Linked DNA regions of Mus musculus: regions 2 and 3 are each linked to region 1. The links are chromatin contacts, called in public ChIA-PET and Micro-C maps. All regions are on one chromosome and are shown on one strand. Each heading gives the region's core, a stretch centred on a gene start, on an enhancer-like site or on the middle of the called end of the contact. The rest is flanking DNA. Distances are from core to core; before and after follow the strand shown.

Region 1 (5,027 bases), core at 1,266-3,765:
GACGATGATGACGTGGGAAGTATGTAAGTGGGAAGCAGGTCAGAGAATTACAAGGGCACACAGGTCGGCTCTAAGTGAAAGCACAGCTCACAAAGAACACCTGACATTCCCCTGAGTGCACCTCCCATCCCATGAGCGCAGCTAATGTCACAGCAAACCACAAGGGCAAAGAAGCTGATTAGCCAAATATTAGTGGAATCGAATTTTCTGAAACACAAAAGCAGCCTCGGGTGCCTTTCCTCAGCAATCTTTCATTCCCTTCTTTGACTAACTCTGCCCGTGACTTAGAAATACAATTACCAGCAGAAAGAGTTGAAAAGGCTGTACTAGAGGAAAATAATCTCTACCAAGCAAACTAAGATTTTCTTCATCTAGACAGGAATATATTAAAACATGCTAGTTTACAGCTTACAGGATGACTCAATAGCTAAAACTGAATTTGAGCAACATTAATATGAAATAGAAACACAATAATGGGCAGCCAAGCTGCCTCAGGACTAAAAGCTCAGTACTTTATGCAGCTATTCAGTTTTCCTCCTAACTCCTAATTACTAAGCACTTGAGATTAGAAGATGACGCCCTCTCCACTCTGCATACCAATTCCACATAACCACTCTTCAAATTATAATGCTCACAGACCCTCTAAGGTTAACCTGTGAGTTAAAAGATAAGGATAAGGAGCCATTTTAAAGTGCTGCACTAATGTTTTGTTTTGACAGTTTTCAAGATAAAGGTCAATAATATGCACGCAACAGACCAGGACAAAGTTTGTAGCTCCATGACAAGCACAGAAAGAAATTAGAAGCCACAGACAGACAGACAGACACACACACACACCACCGTCAGTTCAGAAGAAACACTGAAGGGAAGGTTTCTACTGTCAGATATCGTTTGTTCTTGTTGTGCTTCCAGGTCAGAGCACGGAACGAGACAAAGAATCCACTTCATTGGAACTTTCTCCATTTCAAATACTGAAGGCCACCAGGAACGTGGATAAAAACAAATCTATTATGCTTCGAAGCATCCAGCCATATTTCAAGAATGTCAGCACATATATTTAACTGATCAGAGAAATCCCTCTTAGATCCTGTCTCTGGCTGGGAAGGATGGCGCAACTAGGGCTGATAAGTGAAAAATGGTGTATGCATTACAAAGACCAAAAGGCAGGCACTGGTAAAGAAAATACAAACACCAGTCATCATGTGAAACGCCAAATAATCTAATTTTATGGCCTTAGGATTTTTAATCGGGTATGTCTTGGTTCCACGTTTGTATTTACTTTTTAAAAACCCCACAACTTAGCTTCTCTCCAAAACAAACACTAAAACCATCATCACTGCATCGAGTATTCGTAAGAAGGGGGATTCTTGAGGAAATTCGGTTCTGATGACACTCTTGCTTTCAGAAGGACTATACTGGAGGACATATTTAAACCGCCTTTGGGAGCCTGTTGCTGACAGGGCCCACATCTAAAGGATGCCAAGTAACACTAACACAGCCTGGGGGGTGGGGTGGGGGTCATCATCTAAATGCGAGCCTTCATTTCTCTGCTCAAGAAACCTATCTATCCTGGCTCCCTCAAGTCATCGGCTGTCCCCACACCCGCTCTGGGCTGGAGTTAAGGGTTAACGGGCGCCGCGTATTTTCACGAGGGAGGGCAGGAAAGTGCCCTTCACTTCACTTAGGCCACGGTCATGATCACTGAGAGCAGCAAGACGGCCCCTCATCCCCCACCAGGCAGGAGGCCGCAGACGTGGAGTGGAGCGGAGCGGGAGGCCTGGGGAGGCTGGGGTGGGCGGTGGTGGGGGCTGGAAAGGACGAGAAGTGTTAGGGGGACAAAGGGAAATGGAGCTAGGCTGAAATCACCGAGCGGAGGGGTGGAGGGAGACGAGCCCGCGAAGAGGAGGGGGGAAGCCAGGGCAGAAGAAACGACTGGGCAGAGATGAAGACTACAGCCGAGTGGCGAGGCTAAGACCGAAAAGCCATGGCGGATTCCGGTTTAAAAAAAAAAAAAAAATACCGAGCTCTTGTCCTTCAGGAAGTGGGGGAGGGAGGACGGGCGCCGAGGCCGCGGCGCGCGGGGGCGGAGGCGGCCGGGGAGCCGAGGGCAGCGCAGGACCGGGGACCCGGAGACACTCAGGACGGGGGCGGAACGGCGGGGGGCAGGGGCGGCCTACGGCCCCGCGGGGAACGGTGCAAGGGCGGACCCCGGGGGACAGTGCGAGGCCTGCGACAGGCCCCGAGGCCGCCTCGGAGGCGCAGGGGGTGCGGCCGTCCCCCCGCAGCGCGCTCCCCGGGGCGCCATCTTGGCTCGCTCCCGCGCCTTCAGGGACGCGCAGCGGAGCGCCGCGGCCGGCGACTCCCCGGTCAGGCCTCGGGCCCGCACTCACCTGAGGGCGGGCGGCGGCACGAGCAGGGGCTAACGCAGGGCGAGGCGGCCGGGGTGACCGAGCGTCCAGCGGGCTCAGCTCGCAGCCTCACTACCACTCTGCGATAGCGGCTCGGCGACGGCTCCACCGGAAACCAGCCGACCGCGGCCAATCAGCGTTCGGCTGCTGACGTCAATGCGCCTCGCTCTGGCCAGGGCGGTTGCCTTGGCAACCTTAAAGGCGCAGACGCCTAGGATCCTCCTCCAACCCCATCCCCACCCCCCTCAAGCCCACCACCGGCTACTCCCACCCCCTACCCTTAGCCCGTCGTCATCTAGCTAGAACCGTTCTCTTGCAGGGCACCTCTCCATCTTTATCTTGTCGCGTATACGTAGCCCCTTCATCGCTCTCATCTTTTTCCTTCTCTTTCTGCTAACCCGTTTCTGTCTCCTTTATTGTCCCTTCCTTACCAGGTGTGGTGGGGGGTCCTCTAGATTGTTTAGCTGTTCGGAGATCTCAGCCTCTCCTCGGTTCCTCGGTGGCTCTTGCGTCTGCCTCCCTCCACGCCTCTGTCTTTTCTCCCTCCCTTCGACCCTCCTACCGCAGACCCACGTGGGACGATTCGGTGACAGGTGGGCGACTCCGCCCTGGGTGCTATGGGACGGCAGGGAGGGGGATGGGGTTACAGGACGCTGGGCGGACAAGGAGATCCCTGCTGTTGGAAGAGGAGGAGGCCCTAGCGGATCTACCACAGCTGAGCGCAAGCGGATGCTGAGATGCTCCTGATGGACAGAGCGCGCATCCTGTGTAGACCCCCGCAATACCCGGGGTTCCGGACTCGGGCCTGTCATCCGGTCCAGGAAATCTGAGCCCCTATCAAGCCTCTGCTTGGCTAATCTGACTACTGTCTCCACAAGTGAGCTGTCATCAATGGAGGCCCTACCGTGCCTACAGAAGCACCAGATGTAGGGAGACTTCCAAGAGGAGCCCGGAGTCCTGATAATGCCCTAGCCTCCTATTATGCCAGACTGCGTCATGGGCAGTACAGACAGATGGGCAGATCAAATCATTGACCAAGCAAGAAATCTGAGCTGCATGAGAAAACAAGAGAAAAGGCGACTTCATTATTCCTTCAGTCAACTTTCCCCTTAAGTATGTGAAAATGAAAGCAAGGGACACAATTTTAGGCATATGAATTAAATAAATAAAGTGGGCCTAAATAAATACATAAATAAAATAGGCCCCTGCAGTGTGTGGTTCTGAGTAGCTGCAAGGTGTTGACAGCCTCATCGTGTATGTGCTAGGGCAATGTGCGTAGAAAATATCACGGATTTAACACTTAGTACCAAAAAAGGTTACAATATCTCCTGCATAATTTTCACAGTGATCCCCAGTTAAGATATTTGGGTTAAGTGGTGTTTGTAAATTTCACCTTTTTAAGCCTGACTTTGTCTTGGAATACCCAGACTATGATAAGGGCTCTGAACATTAGTTATGATTACCCCCCCTAGTAGTCAGAGGAAGGAAGGGGGAAGAGAAGGAAGCCGCTCCCTCTGCAGCCTCTCACCAGGATGTTGATCAATGGCTTCTTTTCCAGAGATGGGTAGAGTGGAAGATTAAAGACCGAGTCGCCATCATGCAGGCTTTCCCCCTCTCCAGTGCTGATAAACCCAGCCCTAAGCTGGCAAACGGGAGAGGGAACTGGATAGCACTGAGCATGCCCGGTCGTGTTCTGAAGAAAGGAAGGAAAAAAAACAAAACCACCCACTGCAGATAAATCTGTTTGTTTTCATGCTTTGCCATCTCCTGTGAGGAACTTAATCTCCTGGAGCTTCATTTTCCTGCATCTCGAAGGGATAACTGGGACTGTATTAACACTGACGAATAAAAGCAAACAATCGTAGAGCACCTACCTCATGTGTAAACTGCCCTAGATGCTTCAGACAGATAATCATTCCATGATGTTATCGTTTTGGAAAGAGCATGACACAAGAGGTTGAGTGGCCATAGCGTGTGTGGGTCAAACCCAGGCAGTGATTGTAGATTGACCTCCTTTGAAGCATGCACCCACCCCCCCAAACACAAACACACAGTGTCCCCCACACGATGTAGGAAACATTAAATGAGAGTTTTCTTCCTATTCCTCTGCCTTCCTAAGGGTAAGATTAAGTGTGAGTGATTTTGGTGTCCGACCTTAGTGTTACCTTTCCAAGGCAGCCAAAGAAGCCAGGTTAGAAAAAGGAAACGAGCAAGCTGGTGACATGGAGCCTGATGTTTGGAGTGACAGCTGCTTCCCTGCTAAGACCTGGCTGTGTGTCCCCCATTCAGCTGCATGCAGGCATCAGTCCAGCCACCACCATTTCCTGTGTCAGCCACAATCAGCCTCGTTCTGGCTGCCAGATTCTCATATGCTAGGGCTTTAGAAGACAAAAAGGGACATGGCCAATGGATAGTTGAGCCCGGCAGGGTTTGTCAAGACAGCTGTTGTGAAAATCCAACAGCCTCCGGGCTTTCCAAAGGGTGCACATGTGCTCACAGTGCCACTTGGCCACTCTGAGAATACCAACCCGTCTATTACACGGCAGAAATAACAGTTGTCAGGACTGTTAAGATTTCCCCTCCCCAGAGACCCCCTGCCCTAGACTCGAAAGCTGTCAT
Region 2 (5,027 bases), core at 938-3,437, 210 kb after region 1:
AGCCAGAAGACCTTGTCAGATGCCCTGGAACTGTTGTTGCAGACACTGTGAGCATCTATGTTGGTGCTCAGAATGGAACCTGGGTCCTCTGGTAGGGCAGCCAGTGCTCTTAACCACTGAGCAATCTCTCCAGACCCTCACCAAAGTAATTTTCAGATCATAGGTGTGAAAGTCAGGCAAGATCAGGCAGTTGCCAATGCATTAATTAACTGATTTTTTTTTCCATGATGACTCTCTTCAGCTCATTACTTTCTGTCCTTGTATTTAGACCATGTCCTTTCTGTACAAAGGTAGGATGTGTGCCTCTGTCTAGTTGCTAAGGTTATGTGCCCTTTTGAGACAAATGTGTGTGTTTATACTATGTTTCCAAACCCTTTAGCAATTTATCTCTTTTTTTTTTTTGAAGCAGGGTCTTATATAGCCCAGGCTAGTCTTCGACTGCCTATATAGCAGGGGATAACCTTAACCTTTTGATTCTCCAGCTGCCACATCAGTGCTGGGGTTATAGACATAGTTACTGTGCCCAGTTTTAGGGAGTGTTGGGGATTAAACCCAAGGCCTGGTGTATGCTAGGCAGGTACTCTACCAAGTGAGCCGTGGTCCCAGCACACAGAGTTATCGTTTTCACTCCCAGCAGTACATAGCTTCAGGACATTATTATATCTGGGGATCAAATGGAAAATACATCGCAAGTCTGAGTTTCAATCGGCTAAATTCAAGTCGCTTCCAGGTATATATTACACATAGATTCTGTATTCTGTCCAAAATAAACTAAAAATCAAAATCATCAGAATTCAGTTTCTCTCTTCCTCCCTCCCTCCCTCCCTCTCTCCCTCCCTCTGACTTGTCTGGGATGGCCTTGAACTCACTATCCAGCCAAGGACAGCCTTGAACTTCGGATCCTCCTGCCTCCATCTCTCAAGTGCCAGGGTTACAGACCAGTACTACCATGTCCGGCATGATTCTTACTTTTAAAAGCTCCCACATTCTGGAGTTCATTGATAAGCCATCCCGTGATTAGAAGCCACTGCTTTGAAGCTTTAAACAGTCATCAAACCCAGCTCATACGAAGGCAATTCTAACACATTACAGGCTGCGCCACTCCTCGAGATACACAGAACACAGAGGATTGGGCGGCTGTCCTCTACAGATGTGTCTCTAACACAGGTCTGCCATATCCAATAGGTGGGCCAGCCACCAAGGCACACTAGGTCCCCCTGGTGTTCATTTTTATAATGATTCTAACCACACAAGGCTAACAGTTTGAGTTTTCATGCAAAAACAAAAAACAAAACAAACAAAAACCCTATGCATTAAAAGCCAGATTCAAATGACGTCAGTGCACTTGGATCCCTTCCAGGGGAATTTAGACAGCAAGTCTGGCGCCCCAGAACGTATCGCCAACGAGTATTGAGAGCGAACACAACCCGGGCCATGCGTGTGTGTCACATATATTCACCTTTCCTGCCACTCAGGAAGACAAACAGGTTAAGGACCCTAGCAACTTTTTTCCTTAGGATCAAAGATGAAGTCCCTCCTCTCCCCTGACTGTTAGTCCTGTCTTTGTGAATGAACTCCTGCTGTGTAGTACCCACAGCACAGTGAGCTCACTCTGACCCCTCTTCTAAACTACGCCAACCTATGCTGTCTGCAAATCCCATCAGGACTACTGTCTGTCTGTCTGTCTGTCTGTCTGTTTGCTTGTGGTTTTATTTCTCTGGGAGGTGTTATTGAGACAAGGTCCACGTAGCTCAGGGTAGCCTCAAACTTGCTACGAGGCAAGGATGACCTTGAACTAATCCCCTCGCCTCTGCCTCCTAAGCCCCGGGATTACAGGCTTGTTGCCCTGACACCTGGCTCTTCTTTCTAAATATATCCAGGATCCGACTGAATTGCCATCCCTGCTTCTCTCTCTGAGCCAAGCTAAGGTCATCTCAACTGCATTATAACAATGATCTTCCAGCAACACCCTGACACCTCCTAAAATTCCCACACAGCAGCCATAGTGATCCTTTCAGAGCACACACTAACCACAACTCTTCAAGGATGAACCCTAGATAAGCCACATGGTGCTATTACTTTCTCCTCTGGTACAACTATGCCGACCACTGATCAATTCCCCCATCCCCACTCCTTGTTTCCTGGGGTGTTTAAACTGCACGTACGCCCGTGCACCACATACATGCAGTGCCCGAAGAGGCCAGAAGAGGGTATCGGACTCTCTGTTCCTGGAGTTACAGAGGGTTGGGAGCCGCCATGTGTCCACTGAGCCATCTCTCCCTTCAGTATGAATATGCTATATCCTTTTAATTTGCTTGATTCCAAATTTCAGCCCTAAGGAGGCATTCCTAACTGTCCTGTTAAAAAGGATATTTGGGACTGGGGGGCATGGCTCAGTTGGTATGAGGCTCACCTAGCATGCAGGAAGCCCAGAGTTCAATCCCCAGTGTTGCATAAAACCAGACGTGATGGTACATTCGTGTAGGGCGAAGAGTTAAGGCCATCCTTGACTACAGCAAGTTCGAGGTTTCCTGGACCACGTGAGACCCTGGCTCAACCCCCAATTTGCTTCTATTCTTTTACTCTGACTATACCATAAGAGCATTGGTTTCTTCCTCTACTTTCTCTCTCTTCCTCTAAAAAAACACTAGGGAAGACTTTTCTTTTTTTGTCTCTGCTATATCCTGAAGGGTTTGACAAGACCTAGCACATAGCCCCTGGTATTAAAACATTATTAAGAGACTAAACCATGTGAATGAGTGAGGTTTATTATCTTTCACTGATTGACAAACCCCTTTGTTATATGAGTTTTTAAAAATGGTATCTAGGGTCTGGAGAGATGGCTCAGCAGTTAAGAGCACTGCTTGCTCTTCCAGAGGTCCTGAGTTCAATCCTCAGCAACCTAATGGTGGCTCACAACCATCTATAATGGGATCCGATGCCCTCTTCTGGCCTGCAGGCATATGTGCAGATAGAGCATTCATAAGTAAATAAAGTGGTATCTATTTACAATGATAGCTTGAGAATCCGGTGCTAGCATAAAGTGCTTGGTGAGCCCCTGGAGGCTGAACACACTGTGCACAGAAACCACTGTTATTCCAAGACCGGAAGATGGGGTTCCAAGTGCCCATCGTGGGCATACTGTATGGTCTGTTGGCTGAAAGGGACAAGCCTTGATCAATGAGCAGAGCCCAAAGACAGAAGATGGAAAAAAAAAAAATGAATGCCATGTAGGTCTGCAAATGGACGGCTGTAAGATTAATATCTTACCCATGCAGATTTAGTTTTAACTCAGTCTGTTTCCTATCTGTGTGTGCACCTCCACCCACCTTGGCCCCACAGCCATGAAGCCCAAAATGGCCCAGAGCTTTCTAGATAAGAGTCCCACCTATGCTTAAATTTACAATTCTTCTGCTATAGCTTCATAAGTCCTGGAGTTTCGGGTGTATAGACGCATGCCTGGAGCCCAACAGATATTCACTAATACACGGAAACTGTACATAGTTCTGCAGCTCAGGGTGACATTTCAGTACACACATACACTGGGTAGTGAGGTCAAATTATAGTTGGCATAGCTATCATCGCATACATTTCATGTCTTTGTGTTGACAGCCTTCTGAGCCCTTTCTACTGGCTGTTTTACAATGCACATCTGGGCTGGATAGGTATGTGGCTCTGTGGTAGAAAGAGGCCTGTGCTCAGTCTCCAGAACTGCATAGGAACAAATAACATCTTGGCCTCTCTCTCTCTCTCTCTCTCTCTCTCTCTCTCTCTCTCTCTCTCTCTCTCTCTCTCTCTCATTTTTATAGTGCCGGGGATGAAACCCAAGGGTTTCACAAATGTTAGACGTGTACTCTTACCACTGAGAGATATCCACAGCACATAATTCACTTCATGTGTGTGATGGTTCATTAATATATATTTGTTATGGGAGCTGGAGAGATGGTTCAGTGGTTAGGGGCAGTGACTGCTCTTCCAGAGGTCCTGAGTTCAATTCCCAGCAACCACATGGTGGCTCACAACCATCTGTAGTGGAATCTGATGCCCTCTTCTGGTATGTCCCAAAAGAGCTACAGTGTACTCATATAAATTATATATATATATATATATATATATATATATATATATATATATATATATATATATAGCATACACACACACACACACACACACACACACATACGTGTGTATGTGTGTATTGTACCACTGCGCATGGACACATGGATCGAAACCAGAGGTTAACCCAGGGACAGAATGCTCTACATTGGCAACAAGCTCTTTCACCCACTAGGCCATCTTGTCAGCCCAGTTTCCTTTCTAAAACGCCTCAGTTGATAGCAAGCACTTTCCTGACACCACATCCCCGCCCCCAGCCCCTGCAAAGTGAGAAGCCCACAGACTGAGTCCTCTGACTTTTTTTTAACCAACCCCAGATGGCTCCTTGATTAGAAAAGAAGTTGAAAGAAAGTTTAATCTCATAAGCCCCTTTATAAACAATCTGGAAAAGCAGTGGTTTCTGGCTGTCAGGCTTTTACTTCCATAGGTCGGTCACATCTGAAAGCAACACGGAACTTGACACTTGAACAACCCGAATTGGGGCTGGGTTTTGCCACTGGTTTAAATGTCACAGGTTTACTCAGCTGTTGCAGGCTTAAATCCACATCTGCTAAGTTAGGGCATCTTCAACTTTGCCACTGTGACCCCTTTTCTTTGCTTTAGATTTGCTCTCAAAATCATATATATATATAGTGTGTGTGTGTGTGTGTATGTAATGGTTTTACCATTTATTAAAGATGAAAACAAACTTGCACACTAACAGCCTGAGTATAATCATTTCTTTTCACACACAGAATTAAATTTTGGACTGGGATGAAGCTGTGGTAGAGCACTTACCATGCATTAAGACCTGGATTTAATCCCCAGTACACACACAAACACACACACACACACACACACACACACACACCATGAGTAGGGGATAAAATCGTGGCTGAGCATCTGATAACGCAAGACACACAGTGTCTTTA
Region 3 (5,027 bases), core at 1,279-3,778, 210 kb before region 1:
GGAAGATGACAGCCAGCATGTGAAGGCATCGTTCTTGGGGGGGGGGGGGGCGGTGATCTGTGATTGCTTCCATCACCATTGGAAAGCTGACTCCAGCTTCGATGGTCTCTGAGTCTCACTAGTGACTTCTCCCATCAGCATCTGAGTGGGCGTCTTCACTGGCCGCCTGAGGCTTCCATCTTCTCTGCCTCTCTAGGGTACAGACAGCCATTGTTGGACTTCACAGCCTCCACTTGTGTTCGGGTCCCATCCTAACATTCAGGCACTGAGGTGGAGTAGTGAGTAGGTGGACCAGAGGCTGATAACCTCAGGCCATTTACTTTCTCTTACTTTGGGGTGGGGGGGGGGGGCGGGGAAGAAGCTGATGGCTTCTGGCAATTAACTCCTGCTGATGGCCGCAAGGGATTAAGAAAAGAAACTTAGTTACTTGGGCTCTTTACTCTTTGACTGGGGCGTCTCTGACTGGCCTGAGAGGCTCCAAGGAGCTCAGTAACCCTTCATGAGCCAGAGAGAAAGAAATAGGATAAAAAGTAAGCCATGCCCACCCGCGCGCGCACACACACACACACACACACACACACACACACACAAAACCATCAGTTTCATCAATTTCACAAATGCACATGCATAGTTACATACATGCACATATACCTACATATGTGTGTACATGCAGACACATACATACACACACATATTTACAGATATGTACATTTGGCGAATGGAGCAAAGCCACAACAGCCACACTATTTTTTTCCCTCTCAGCCTTTTTATAACTCCTTAGACAAAAGTTCTTTATAAAATTAGCCCACAGATAAAATGTTACACAAAAAGGAGTTACAGAAGGATGTCCGTAGTAAGTTCAAAGCAGTGTTACATTCTATAAGCTCATTATAAGTTCAAAGCAACAGTTTCCCATGGCCTTGCTCTATCATGGTGCATACCTGTGGCTTCATCCTTGCACCTGACCTAGAATGAATGTTTTTCCTTGATCACAATTCTGCCCCAAGCCTGTTTCTCTTTTTTTTCCTGTAATTTATGAAAGCTCATTGTGTTCCTAATTATGCAGCCTTTACTATTCTATGAGGAGTGGGTACATTCTATTCTTGATTCTAACTATATTACATCTTTCTGGCAAAACGACTAAAACCGTCTCCTTAAACTTTCTTCCTAAAATTATTTGAATCAAACCAGGAATTCTATAAAGTCATTAATTCATCTAAACAGCACTAATTTATGAAAGTTCATCTTCATGTTGATCTGCAGGAAATTTGCCCAATTGGGTGGGCTGGTGCCCAGGAATCATTGGGCTATGTAATAGTGATGGGAAAGTCATAACATCGGTGAGAAGCAATCCTGGGATGACGTCTCTGGGGTCCATGCCTGTCAGAGCTCACCTGTCACAGCCATGCAAAGTGGTGGGCCATCCTCAAAAAAAAAAAAAAACCTTACTTGGTTGCCAAGCTTCATGGCTTATGCCACAATTACATATGCCAGTCCCCCCCCCCAAAAAAAAAATCCCCTTAGCTGTGTTTCCTGTCTGCTAAGAATCAAAGAACAGCCTCCACTGAGCCCCCCCCCCCCAGGATAATATTCTACCCAAGCATGTGAGGCTAAAAGCCAGGATGAACCCTCTGAAACAGTGACCTAAAATAAAAGAAAGGAGCTTTTGTTTCTCCAAGTATTTAGCCACAGCAAAGAGCAAAGGAAGTAATGCATATAGGACCACCTGTTTCAAACCAAAGAAGATGCACATGTGAGTTCCATGGGAAAGTCTCTGATGAGCTGAGCCCTTCATTCAAGTCTAATGGGTTTGTGCAAAAAATAAAAAAGAAAGACATATCAATGTCTGTTACATCATTAGTACATCTTATCCCTCCTGCTATAAAACTCCAGTGACTTGTTCTCCAGTGGCTTCATAACTGATGCTGGGAAAACCCACTTGACATGAAGTGCTCTTTACAAAGTGGTATTGCTTCAAAACGGTAACCCTAGGGACTGAAGAGATGTCTCAGTGGTTGTGAGAGCATGCTGCTCTCTTGTGTGCCTGAATTTGATTTCCAGCATCCATGTCGGCTGACTTAAAACCACCTGCAACTCCAGCTCTGGGCCTTCGTGGGCACCTGTACACACACACACACACACACACACACACACACACACACACCTGTGAATATGTAAAAATAAAGATAAATGTAAAAATCCACAATAAATAGGACAGACAGATGGACAGACAGGATAGGATACATAGATAAGAGCTGTAACCCTAGTTTTGCTTATTGCAGTCGGCCAGCCCATCCCACTAGTTTCATGCTTGCTACTACCCACATATGCATGAGTTGCTTCTCTGGAGATCCCTAAGTGATGTACCAACATCCTACTAAAATCATCTTGGGATGCCACAGACCCACTTAGGCCCTGATGCCCTGCTTTCCTTGTAACAAAAATGAGCCAGTCCCATCATCCTATCTCATCCAAAAAGAATCGGCAGTAATCACACAGCCACACGGTGGCGCTCCTGCTCTATCCCAGCGAGCCAGGTTCTCTGGAGAAAAGATCGGATCCAGAGCCGTGTTTGCAGGGGTTTTCAAAGCTAGCAATGAATAAGCAGCTGCAGAGGCATACAATTTAAGCCAAGAAGATTGCTGAGGGCCAGTAAAGGCAAGTTTACAGTCTTTGTGGTCTAGAAAAGTCCCTGTTCAGACGCCGCCTCCCTTGCAGAAGCTAAAAGTAGTCCCACAAATTCCTCCAGGGAAATGGGAAACCCCTGGGCCAGCAGGAAAGGGCGTGGGGGGGGGGGGTGTCATTGTCGAAGTTTGACTATCCCATTTCTCTAATTCTCCCTACAGTAAAAGACAGCTGTGCCTTGCTGTGTTTTCTTTCTTTCTCGATCATCGAGGTTGCTCTAAAGACTGAGGTCGCCCAAACCCAAGATCTGTAGCCTGCTTACTTGCATGTTTTTGCACACCGGATATGACTCAGGCTGCGCCCAGGATGTCTGCTGCCCACAATCCTTTGGGGGACAGGATCTGTCTGTGCCTCTGTGCAACCGTTTGGTTTATCTGCTGGCCGTCAGAACTCTACCCTGTCATTTAAGCCCCGAACTTAGCCACAGGTCTCAAAACGTCTTAATTCATGGGTTTCTCTAAGTCACGTGATCTCAGTATGAACGGTTTAAAATGCCTTCAGGTTTTTACATTTCTGCTTTTAATGAGGAAACAAACAGAACCAGATACAGGAGTAAGGTCAATGCCAGAGTTAGAAGCCATGGCTTCTGGGGCTGAAGGCGTGGCTTAGTGGGTGAAGCACTTGGTGTTCCTCATGCGCACCTGAGTTCGGATTCTCCAGCACCCATGTAAGCTGGGCATTGAATTGGCATGGCCCATGATTCTCGGGGGGGGGGGGTGCGGGGGGGTACAGATGAGAAGATCCCTGGATCTTACTAACCAGCCAGTTTGGTTGGAACAGTGACTTTCAGGCTCAGTTAGAGACCCTTTTTCAAATACTAAGGTGGACTCATAGGCATCTTGCTACATCAGTCATAAAGGAATATTTTGGAAGAATCAAAGCCAGAGGTCAGGGAGGACCGGAGCAAATGTGTGTTCCGGACACGGTAGGACCACTGCACTGGTGAACTCACAGCAGCTGTGGTTGCCTGTACAAGACCTGCACAGGACCACGACAGTCAGCATTGCAGCATGGAGGGACTCACAAGCCTACCACTTACTAAGGAGCATGGGCAATAGATGGCTTCTGGGAGTGACAGACTCCATTTTTCTTTAAGGGTGTGGCCTCTGAGAGGTTGCCTAAGTTCCAGTGGATTGCCCATACCCATGAGTATGTGGGCAGCTCAAACTGCAACCAGTGGCTAAAAACAAGAACTTGGGAAGAGTTAGGGGAAGGAGTGAAGGGTGATCAAAATACATTGTATGCATGGATGGATTCTCACAAAAGAAATAAAAGTATTGTGTTTTCTAAAGGTAGGGAAGATTAAAGGTTAAAAGGAACACATTTGATGTCAAACACCGGCGTGCAAGGGCACACACATACACACACAAAGGCATATATATTCATGCACACACACATGCATATGCATATGCTCATATGCACACATATATACATGCATATATATGTTCTGGGGGCCAGCTCTGGAGCTCTGGTTCTCTCTTGAAGGTAGTGAGGTGTGTGGTGCTGGAGAGTGTTGGCAGGGGCAAGACTTGATCTTGCGAGAGAGTAGGGTTGCTTTCTATAATAGCATTTACCTATCTTGATTTTAAGTTACTCTGAGGGCAGAAGCTGCAGGCCTCTGGACCTATTGATACTTGTTGCTAACAGAGATGACTAGTGACTAGGTAAAGGATTTATTGCTAGAGCTCCCTTCTCTGGCCAGGCATCCAGGAGCCCCTTACTGACTTGGCTGGTTAACTCTGTAAACCAGGAAAGAAATAAGAAGTCAGCCACACAGAAAACACACATCGGATGAAATGGTTACATCACCTTTTATTTATTGCTTTTATCTTTTAATAGCTTTTAGACATAAATTCTTACACACACACACACATACACGCATGCACATGCACACTGGTTGGGCCCAACCATCTGTCTCATCAACTCCACAAGTGTTCATGCATGCTTACATACATACACATACCTTCATATGTATAATAAACAAACAGGCATATACATTTGGGTGGGTTTATGAATAGATGGATAGGGCAGAGCCCTGTAAGCCAAACCATCCAACAACTTTATTTCTTTTCTGTGGCCTATGTATATGTTCTTAAAAAAAAAATCCTTAGAATATTACCCCAGAGGTAAAATGTTACATAAATGGGAGTTACAGACAGATGTTGATATTATGTTTAAAGCAGTGTTTCATTCGGTATGATCATTATAAGTTCAAAGCAACAGTTTTTCCATGACCTTGCCTCATACAGTACACACATAGGTCCACATAGGCTTTATCCTTGGACCTAAATGTTTTTCCTTGAACACCAATTTGTCCCAAGTCTACTTCCCTTTTTAGTGTG

The links. Hi-C and Micro-C count contacts between places; a contact is called where the count stands out from the background. ChIA-PET counts read pairs in DNA pulled down with a chosen protein or histone mark.
Region 2: a contact with region 1 is called in a Micro-C map of the G1E-ER4 cell line, with 2.5 times the contacts expected there. The contact joins the enhancer-like site here to the promoter of Prkar1a in region 1. A contact is called at or near these places in 11 of 39 promoter capture datasets (the 3T3-L1 cell line, the C10 cell line, the HPC-7 cell line and 5 more), 1 of 15 datasets of contacts at CTCF or cohesin (pro-B cells), 8 of 484 Hi-C or Micro-C datasets (B cells, CD4 T cells, CD8 T cells and 5 more), 25 of 115 datasets of contacts at active chromatin or transcription factors (the 230-238 cell line, DN3 thymocytes, the SCID.adh cell line and 18 more) and 4 of 9 other capture datasets (adipose tissue, embryonic stem cells, liver and 1 more).
Region 3: a contact with region 1 is called in an RNA polymerase II ChIA-PET map of memory CD8 T cells, with 840 read pairs. The contact joins the enhancer-like site here to the promoter of Prkar1a in region 1. A contact is called at or near these places in 14 of 39 promoter capture datasets (the 3T3-L1 cell line, 3T3-L1-derived adipocytes, the C10 cell line and 6 more), 7 of 15 datasets of contacts at CTCF or cohesin (CD8 T cells, the NIH/3T3 cell line, embryonic stem cells and 2 more), 93 of 484 Hi-C or Micro-C datasets (the 3T3-L1 cell line, 3T3-L1-derived adipocytes, the AML12 cell line and 60 more), 50 of 115 datasets of contacts at active chromatin or transcription factors (the 230-238 cell line, CD8 T cells, the HPC-7 cell line and 34 more) and 4 of 9 other capture datasets (adipose tissue, liver, macrophages and 1 more).

What each region holds. Positions count from the first base shown.
Region 1 is chr11:109,648,437-109,653,463 of GRCm38.p6, reverse strand. Prkar1a (protein kinase, cAMP dependent regulatory, type I, alpha) reads right to left here and starts at 2,515. Exons shown (of 11, transcript NM_001373913.1): 1 at 2,391-2,515.
Region 2 is chr11:109,441,976-109,447,002 of GRCm38.p6, reverse strand. All of the region lies in intron 1 of Gm45916 (predicted gene, 45916), which reads right to left. Among named protein-coding and RNA genes, the nearest start is that of Gm45916, 4.4 kb to the right of the region's middle. Within about 2 kb of position 2,187, at least 8 of the 459 cell types and tissues checked have an H3K27ac peak or open chromatin away from gene starts, as enhancers often do. A contact at or near this core is called in the G1E-ER4 cell line and heart atrium, where this site is marked.
Region 3 is chr11:109,858,297-109,863,323 of GRCm38.p6, reverse strand. No RefSeq gene overlaps it. Among named protein-coding and RNA genes, the nearest start is that of 1700023C21Rik, 15 kb to the right of the region's middle. Within about 2 kb of position 2,528, at least 229 of the 459 cell types and tissues checked have an H3K27ac peak or open chromatin away from gene starts, as enhancers often do. A contact at or near this core is called in the 230-238 cell line, 3T3-L1-derived adipocytes, B cells and 47 more, where this site is marked.